2 separate regions of the Pan troglodytes genome follow, and region 1 is linked to region 2. Evidence: chromatin contacts called from public Hi-C data. All regions are on one chromosome and are shown on one strand. Each heading gives the region's core, a stretch centred on a gene start, on an enhancer-like site or on the middle of the called end of the contact. The rest is flanking DNA. Distances are from core to core; before and after follow the strand shown. Region 1 holds the start of ZNF639 (zinc finger protein 639). Region 2 has its middle 59 kb from the start of ZMAT3.

Region 1 (4,802 bases), core at 714-3,213, 300 kb after region 2:
TAATCTGAAGGGTGGGGCACGAGAATTGCTTGAATTTAGGAGGTGGAGATTGCAGTGAGCCGATATCCCATCTCTGTACTGCAGCCTGGGCGACAGAGTGAGACCGTGAGAAAGAAAAAAGAAAAAAAAGAAAAGGAAGGAAGGAAAAGAAGGAGAAATTAAGCTATTCTACAAGTGTGTGAAAAAGTTGGAAGAACGATGTTTTAATAGCCCTGAATCAAATGTATAATAGTATTTAACAAACTCTACAATTGAGTACTCTTGAGATTTTAGGGTTTTATGCCAGCTATCACCCTCCCTTGGAGCGGGAGATGAGGAAAAGAGGGACCCAAAAATGAAACTGAAAAACACTCCAGCTAATCAAGAACTTGAAATTGCTTGCAATTTGTGACTATGTTAAACAACATCTAAACAAAGTCAAGCTCCTCTAAGTGCAAACAATACGTGGGATGCTGAGGAGAGTGTGCGTTTACTTTCACTACAAAATGTTTTGGAGTAAAACTTCATTTTGAAATATAAAGATTTTGTTGGACACAAGGCTATGTGGTAAGGCAAAATGGTAAGATGGTGGCATGACACCCCCTTGTGGTTTCCACCTATTCCCGGTTCTGTGCTAGATACTAACTATTCTAGGATTTTAAAATGTCTCTACATTTCTTCGAACTTTAATTCGGGCCATACTAGCATTCGTGAGCATTTATTTGAGCTGAGTACGCACATAAAACTTAGGAGGTCATAAAAACTGAGCCTCACAAACAAGTAGTGTCTCTTTCAAATATAGCTTTATCTCCTGGGGGATGGTGAAGGGATCAGAGTAAAGTCTGTGATTATTACTTTCCAGCGATTGATTGGTTGATTGGCATGTGGTTGTCAGAAAAAGCAGTGGACGTGAACAAAGAGACATCATTGCAGCCCTAACTATCCGAGTGACCTTGGGTACCTGATAATCCACATGGCTCTCAGTCATCCTCTTAACCGTTTGAACCTCAGGGGTTTAGGCTACCAAAATGAATTAAGACCCAGTCTTTAGCTTCTCACACATTTACTTTTCCATTTTGTAAAATGTGACTAAAAACCTCAACTCATTGTCAAAAGGACTGAATTAAACATATCACCACACTTGCACAGAGATCATTTATGGAACCATGTTCACAAATTTATTTATGCTCGTGTAATTTAATCATTTCTACAGCTGCTCAAAGAAAGTCAAAGTCGAGAAAGGACTTAAATCGTCGAGTCCAGTCCCCCTTAACTCCTCATTCATTCCACTATTTCTCGAGCCAAGGAATCGGGTGAAACTCAACAACGACTCGCAGTCTTCAGGTTTCACCCTCTTGCCCTGAGGGCAGCATCCTAGCCCTGGGTGGTTCTCTGGTGTGGCCTCAGTAAAACCGTGACGAGGTCCTCGGCCTCTCTGTCCCCAACAGGCGGCTGGCACACTTCGGGGTCTGAGATGCCATCTGCCTTGCCTAACCTGGGCAAGACCACTCGCGTCCTTTCCTTTGAGGAGCAGCGTGGGAAAGGTGCCGCTGCGCGCCACGTTTCTCCCGGTTCCCCAGGGCTTGAAGGGGCGGTAGAGGCGGGCGGGATAAATTCGCTGGCCGCCTGGCGTGGAGTAATCCTAGAGGGTGGGATCGCCCTCGGGGCTCGGGAGGGGCTCTTCCCCGCCCAGAAGGAGACTGCGGCGGCGCAAGGCCTCCGGCAGGGGGCGCGGGCCGCTGGGCCTCCCCCGGGGCTGCGGGCCGGTGGTCCCTCCCAGGCCGCGTGTGCGGTGCGTTCGCGCAGCCCGCTCCCTGCCCCCACCTCACCTCGTCACCTCCCCGCCCTCTCGGCGGGCCCCTGAGGTGCGCGGCGCAGGCGCGGAGCGAGGCGGCCAGGGCAGTGCGGCCGCGGAGCCTAGGCCAGGGGCCTGGCGCTCAGGGCGTGGGGCGCGCGGGGAGGGAGAGGGGTCGGCCCAGCACAGCGTCCGGGAGCGCTAGGGCCGGAGCAGCGCTGCCCGCCGCCGTGCGTCCGCGGGAAGGACCGCGCGGCCCCTCCGCCTGCGCTCTCGGCCGCCGCCGCCTCTGCGTGGGCCGGCCGGGAGGGCCTCGGGGGACTGACTGGTGAGTGTGAGGGAGGAGCGGGTGGGTCGGGCGCTGGACTGCTCCAGGGGACGCGGGCGTGCGGGCGCATCTTCTAACGGGAGAGGGCGGGAGAGACCGGAGCTCCCTTTATACGGAAACTCTGCCTTCGTTATATGGCGGGATGGCGTTCCCCTCCCCCATCCCGAAAGCAGTTCCACCCCCTGCGCAGGACGCCTTGGCCGGGCTCCCCTCGGCCCCCTGCTGCCGTTGTCTTTACGGAACCTTTGGTGTCGGGGCTTGGAAGTCTCCTTGGCGCCGGCTTCTGGGCCCGGGCGAGGCTGGTGCGTGGCGCCGGGGTGGAGGCGGCTAAGTCCCGGGGACTTCTGCCCTGCGCCTCCGACGGGCATTTGTCTGGCTGCGTCCGGGCTCGGGACGATCCTGGGTCCTCGCTGGCGCTGCGGCCCTGCCCGGCGGCTTCGTGACCTCCGGCGGCGAATCCCCGGGCTCGCGCAACGAGTTGTAGCCGCGGAGAGCAGGCGTCGATGCTGGCGCCCAAAGCCTCCAGCCTGAGAGTCGCCTCACTCGTGACGGTGCTTAGAAACCCTTTTTTTTTGGTTTTGTCTTTAAGTACTGTCTAGGGAAACGAATCATTTGAAGCAGTTTATACCTTTTTTTTTTTTTTTTTCGAAGAGAAAGATTTATGCCGGACTGAAAAATAGCGAATCAAGTATTTAGTGACCGTGTGATATTGCAGTAAAGACTGCCTCCAGGTTGGACATGTAGTGGATTCTAGTTCAGGCTCTCCTGCAACATGTTTTGTTTCAATTCTTTTACAATTTAAAGCATATGCTTATTTTAATGAGAACGAAAAAGAAAGCTTAACTCTTTTTAAACTCGTTAAAAATGGAGTTATTTACTGTAAAGACGTCTTATAGCAATTAGGAAGAATATACATTGCATGAAAGGCCTTTTGAAACGTTTATCTATTTGATGATTGCTGACTGCCTGTTGTATGTATTGTATTTTGTGCATAGACTTTCTTGTTGGTTGAAAAAAATGACAGGTGGAAAGATGTTGGTTTCTAGGTGATAGAAAAATTTTTTTAACATTTTTCTGATTTTTCTGCAGTGACACGTTTTACATATGTCGTTTGTATTTCAGAGGGAGGGGGGACTGTGATAGGTTGCTTGTGATTCAGAATCTTCCTGCTAAGAAGACTAGTGAGCAAATGTTTATGACATCCTTGAGTAAAAAGCTAAGTTTTTTCAAGGCTGTTATGCACACAAAAGGCACATAAAAATGATTGCTAAAATGAAGGATGGTTAGCATTTTTGGTCTTGAGTAGGCATCACCGTTGTGCTGAAAGGAAGTCCGATAGACATTTGGTTATCGTTCGGCCCTAAGTAGGAGTCAAACCCTTCCTGATCCATGTGCCTCCTCCTCTCACCTAACAGCCTGAATCCAGGCCAGCTTGCAACGTTGATTTTAATACCACGCTTGGTTTCCTTTTCTTACTTTTATTCTTCAAGTTGCAAAGAACTTGAGATGCATTCTGAAATAACAAGAGACTACTTAACATGTTCGGCTGAGTGTTTTCAGTGTTCTCCCTGATACTTTTAGAGTATTTAGAACATGAAGTGTGAAGCTTTGGGCTATATGAATCGTAATAGCTTTTCTCTTTTTGATTTTTGAATGCCGTGAATTGAGATGGTTACTCAAGGAATGATTGTTTACATTGTTAGGTGAGGCATTTGATTTTATTCTTTTTTCTTTCTTTCTTTCTTTTTGAGACAGAGTTTCACTCTTGTTACCCAGGCTGGAGGACAATGATGTGATCTCTGGTCACCACAACCTCCGCCTCCCGGATTCAAGCGATTCTCATGCCTCAGCCTCCCGAGTAGCTGAGATTACAGGCATGTGCCACCACGCTCGGCTAATTTTGTATTTTCAGTCGAGACGGGGTTTCTCCATGTTGGTCAGGCTAGTCTTGAATTCCTGACCTCAGGTGATCTGTTCGCCTCGGCCTCCCAAAGTGCTGGGATTACAGGCGTGAACCACTGCACCCGGCGAGGTGAGGTATTTTATGTATTGGTATCATTTCTGTACATTTCATGGTTGTCTGTTTCTTTAGGCTATTCTGTTCCCCTTCTCCCAACTGGTAGCTAAGAACTGTGGAAGCAAGATGTGCATGCATTTTCATCTCTGGTTCTCCCACTTATTAGTTGACTTAACTTTCACTAAGGCTGTTTCCACATCAGTAAAAATGTAAATGGGTTTGATAGTAACTCCTCCATGTACCGCACAGGACCATTTTGAAGATGAAATAGAATAAGGGTTAGGAAAATGCTTAATAAACTGAAAAGGCCGGGCGCGGTGGCTCACGCCTGTAATCCCAGCACCTTGGGAGGCCGAGGCGGGCAGATCACGAGGTCAGGAGATCGAGAACATCCTGGCTAACACGGCGAAACCCCGTCTGTACTAAAAATACAAAAAATTAGCCGGGCGCCGTGGCGGGCGCCTGTTGTCCCAGCTACTTGGGAGGCTGAGGCAGGAGAATGGCATGAACCCGGGAGGCGGAGCTTGCAGTGAGCCAAGATAGCGCCACTGCACTCCAGCCTGGGCGAAAGAGCGAGACTCTGTCCGAAAAAAAAGTAAAAATAAAATAAACTGAAAAAGCACTATCTCATTCCCTGCTGTATTATATCACTTCAGTGCTGATATACCCAGAACTTAGTGAAG
Region 2 (4,990 bases), core at 2,134-4,633:
CAGAAACAAATCCATACACCTACAATGAATACATTTTCAACAAAGGTGCCAAAAGTGTACATTACAGAAAAGACAGTCTCTTCAATAAATTGTGCTGGGAAAACTGGATAACCATATGCAGAAGAACAAATTTTATCTATATCTCTTGTGTTATATAAAAATCAAATGAAACCGGATTAAAGACTTAAATCTAAGACCTCAAACTATGAATGTATTACAATAAAACACTGGGGAAATTCTCCAGGACATTGTTCTGGGCAAAATTTTGAGTAATACCTCACAAGCACAGGCAATCAAAGCAAAAATGGATAAAGAGGATCGCATCAAGTTTAAAAGCTTCTGTACAGAAAAGGCAACAAGCAATAAAGTGAAGAGACAACCCACAGAATGAGAGCAAATATTTACAAACTACCCATCTGACAAAAGATTAATAACCAGAATATATAAGGAGCTCAAACAACTCTACAGGAAAAAAATCTAATAATCTGATTTAAAATAAGCAAGAGATTTGAACAAACATTTCTCAAAAGAAGAAACACAAATGACAAACAGGCATATGAAAAGGTGTTCAATATCATTGATTATCAGAGAAATGCAAATCAAAACTACAGTGAGATATCATCTTACCCCAGTTAAAATGGCTTATATAGAAAAGACAAGCAATAACAAATGCCAGTGAGGATTTGGAGAAAAGGAAACGCTCATACCCTGTTGGTGGGAAAGTAAATTAGTAAAACCACTTTGAAGAAGTTTTGAGATTCCTCAAAAAACTAAAAATTCAGCTACCATGCAATCCAGCAATCCCATTGCTGGGCATATACCCAAAAGAAAGGAAATCAGTATATCAAGGAGATATCTGTACTCCCATATTTGTTGTAGCACTGTTCACCATAGCCAAAATTTGGAAGCACCCTAAGTGTCCATCAATAGATGAATGCATAAAGAAAATGTGATACCTATACATAATGGAGTACTCTGTAGCCACAAAAAAGAATGAGATTCTATTATTTGCAACAACAAGGATGGAATTGGAGGTCAATATATTAAGTGAAATAAGCCAGGCACAGAAAGATAAATGCATGTTCTCACTTATTTATGAGATCTAAAAATCAAAACAATTGAACTCATGGAGATAGAGTGTAGACTGATGGTTACCAGAGGCTGGGAAGGGTAGTGAGGGGAGGGGAGGAAGTGGGGATGGTTAATGGGTACAAAAAAGTAGTTAGAAAGAGTGAATAAGACCTAGTATTTGATAGCATACCAGGTTGACTATAGTTAATAATAATTTACCTGTACGTTTTAAAATAACTAAAAGAGTATAATTGGATTGTGTGTAATACAAAGGATGAATGCTTGAGGGGATGGATACCCAATTTTCCATGATGTGATTATTATGCATTGCATGCCTGTACCAAAATATCTCATGTACCCCATGTATACACCTATGTACCCACAAAAACTAAAAAAAAAAAAAAAAAAAAAAAAAAAAAAAAAAAAAACTAAAACCCAGGAAAATCTGCCAGATTGCCACTGCCTGTCTGTTTCAACTGAAGATGTTTCTAACCCAAATCTGGGCATCTTCTCAACTGACTGCCCTCCAGACTCTAAAGAAACTAATTTATAGGCTGTTCCAAATGTTAACGTTATTTTTCTCTGTTTTCATAGAAATGTCTCTTACCAAAGATGTTTGGCCTAACTTTGAGAGCCCATCTGCAATGCCACCTGTTGCAATGGGAAACAACAGTTTAACTGATGTAGTATCACAACTAAGAGACGGATTCAAGAAGATATGGCATGACATACTTATATTTGTTCTTTTTTGCTTATCCCAATTTGTTTTGCTCCCTCTTATCTCAAAACTTCTAACCCAAATCTCTCCATAGCTACCAATCCTACTTTAATAAGTGACACTTCTGTGTTTTGTGTTTTTTTTTTTTTTTTTTTTTTTTTTTTTTTTTTTTTTTTTTGAGACAGGGTCTCTCTCTGTCACTCAGGATAGAGTGGCACAACCTCAGGTCACTGCAACCTCCCCCTCAAGGCTCAAGTGATCCTCCCACCTCAGCCTCCTGAATAGCTGGGACTATAGGCACGTGCCACCGTGGCTAGCTAATTATTATTATTTTTTTTTTTTTGTAGAGATGGGCTTTTCCCATATTTCCCAGGCTGATCTCAAACTCCTGGGCTCAAGCGATCCACCCACCTCAGCCTCCTAAAGTGTTGAGATTACAGGCATGAGCCACTGCGCCCAAACATTAATAAGCGAAACGTTCTAAAGTTTCAAGTGGGGGACTAAAGGAAACTAAGAAATGTTTCACTCCAAAATATACTTCTTTGACATATTTTGAGATGACTACTCAGAGGGCCTGCAACACAGGAATCAGCCTGCAAAGCTGAGTCTTTTACGGGGATTTGCAGCTGTAGAGGAAATAAAGTGAAGTAACAACAGATGCAAACAGGCTTTTTCTGAAGCCCCACCTTGTCCAGAACAAGGAAAGATTAACTGAGAGCCTGACACCTTTAAAGGTTTTATAGAAACATCTACCACAGGCTCCCATCTCTTTTTTTTTTTTTTTTTTTTTTTTTTTTGAGATGGAGTCTTGCTCTGTCGCCCAGGCTAGAGTGCAGTGGTGTGCTCTCAGCTCACTGAAACCTCCGCCTCCCAGGTTCAAGCTATTCTCCTGCCTCAGCCTCCCAAGTAGCTGGGACTATAAGCGCCCGCTACCACACCCAGCTAATTTTGTATTTTTAGTAGAGATGGGGTTTCACCATGTTGTCCAGGCTGGTCTCGAACTCCTGACCTCAGGTGATCCACTTGCCTTGGTCTCCCAAAGTGCTGGGATTACAGGCATGAGCCACCGTACCCAGCCTCCCATTTTTCCTTTCTGAGGGCTGCTACCTGTGAGATCATCTGCATAACAAGACCACCTTTGCAGCACAGCTTGCCTCTTCTCTCCTTCCCATAACCTCTCATGCCACCATAACGTGTCTTGACAAGCTTCAAGCCCCTATTCTTTCTGTAACCTCAAGATAGTATTAAAGAGTTGTGAATGGAAAATAAAATTTTGGGACCCCATATTCACCATACCTAAGGGAAAAGGTCAACCTTGAGAACTGAGTCACACAAAACTGCCTCCCATTTTGTTCCTCAACAGCTACAAAGATGAAAGACTACCTACATACCTCCCTCGCAATTTGCTCACAAGCAAATTTTTTGTGGGCCCTCAAGATCCTTACCCTAAAACAGTTCTGTTGAATTTCACCCTGACAATAACAATTTATCTTCAGAAGAACGGGACAAAGGATAGAACCAGAAGTCATACCTCTTGCTCACCTGAGACAAATGCATATTTGACTGCTTCCTCTATTCTGTTTACTTATCTTATGTAAAAATGTAGATTCACTGAGCATGACACAAATGCCTCTACCCTCTCCTTTCACATGTAAAATGTGGATCCACTGAACGCTGATGAAATCTTCAAAAGGTTGCAACTCCTTGCCTCTTTCATCTACACTTCTTTTCTCTCCTGCCCATGTTTTCCCCTTTAAATATGGAAGCACTCAAAATCCTCTTTGGAAAAAAAGTGTGGGCCACAGATTCTATTGTGGCTAGTGGCTTTTTTTCCTGGGTGTATCATCAACCTTGGCAAAATAACTCTCAGTTGATTGAGACCTGTCTCAGATACTTTTTGGTTTACAGCATCAGCTGTCTGGACATTTGAGTTTTTCATATTTTGTATGACTCCCATGCCCATATGTACATTAATAAATCTGTAAGCCTTTTTTCCTGTTAATCCATGGTCAGTTTGTTTTACAGACTCAAATTATCAAAGCTTCAGTGAAAAAAATTAAACTTTTATACACTTTGCATATATAAAATAATTTATAATTTTCCAAGTCTTCAGCTATGTACACCTCTGGTCACAGTAGCATTATTCACAATAGCTAAAAGGTAGAAGCAACGTAAGTGTCCATCAGTGGATGAATAAACAAAATGTCATCGATACATGCAATGGGATATTATTCAGCCTTAAAAAGGAAGGAAAGTTGATAAATGCTTGAGGTGATAAGATACCCCAATTACCCTTTGATCATTACACATTGAATGTTTGTATCAAAATGACACATGTACCCCATAAATACGTACAATATTATATATCCCTAATTAAAAATAATTTTAAAAAATGAAGGAAATTCTGATACATACTACGACATGGATGAACCTTGAGGACATTATGCCAAGTGAAATAAGCCAGACACAAAAGGACAATTGTCATATGATTCCACTTATATGAAGTACCTCAAGTAGTCAAAATCATAGAGACAGAAAGTAGAATGGTGGTTACCAGGGACTGGGGAAGAGAGAATGTGGAGTTATTGTTTAATGAGTAAAATTTCCGTTTGGGAAGATAAAAAATTTCTGGAGATGGAGAGTGATTATGATTGTACACTAAATGGTTAAAATGGTAAATTTTATATGTTTTGCTATTTTTAAGGGTTTTTTAAAAATTATTATTACATAAATGTCCATCAATAGAGGATCAATAACAGAAATTTTAGAAATCATACAAGGAAACACCACAGAATGAAAAACAATGAAATAGATCCACATGTGCTGGTATGGAATGCTTGCCAAGGTCACACACACACACACACACATACACACACACACACACACACCCCAAAGTGATGAACAGAACAGTAGGGATGGAATGCCTCCATTCACGTTACATAGACTTTATCTGGAAAAGACTCAAGAAACTGCTAACTACGATCAATTGCCGCTGGACAGGTGGGACATGGCAGCATGGAGTTCAGGAGTGAGTTCAGGACTTATGTATTCCAAAAAAAAAAAAAAACAATTCTTTTTGAAAACAGCAATCTTCTAAATTATCTATAGTACTGAAAGAGAGGAATAAAGAAGAAATAACTAGATCCACCCCTAATACCCCAGTTATGGGGATCTGAATTTCAAGAGGTCAAGTGACAAGCC

Evidence for each region. Hi-C and Micro-C count contacts between places; a contact is called where the count stands out from the background.
Region 1: a Hi-C map of induced pluripotent stem cells shows a contact between it and region 2, with 4 times the contacts expected there. The contact joins the promoter of ZNF639 here to the enhancer-like site in region 2. A contact is called at or near these places in 5 of 7 Hi-C or Micro-C datasets (blood, induced pluripotent stem cells, a lymphoblastoid cell line and 1 more), 1 of 1 datasets of contacts at active chromatin or transcription factors (stem cell-derived excitatory neurons) and 1 of 1 other capture datasets (stem cell-derived neural stem cells).

Annotation. Positions count from the first base shown.
Region 1 is chr2:182,499,476-182,504,277 of NHGRI_mPanTro3-v2.0_pri, forward strand. ZNF639 (zinc finger protein 639) reads left to right here and starts at 1,964. Exons shown (of 5, transcript XM_016942322.4): 1 at 1,964-2,102.
Region 2 is chr2:182,201,083-182,206,072 of NHGRI_mPanTro3-v2.0_pri, forward strand. No RefSeq gene overlaps it. Among named protein-coding and RNA genes, the nearest start is that of ZMAT3, 59 kb to the right of the region's middle. Within about 2 kb of position 3,384, at least 1 of the 24 cell types and tissues checked has an H3K27ac peak or open chromatin away from gene starts, as enhancers often do. A contact at or near this core is called in induced pluripotent stem cells, where this site is marked.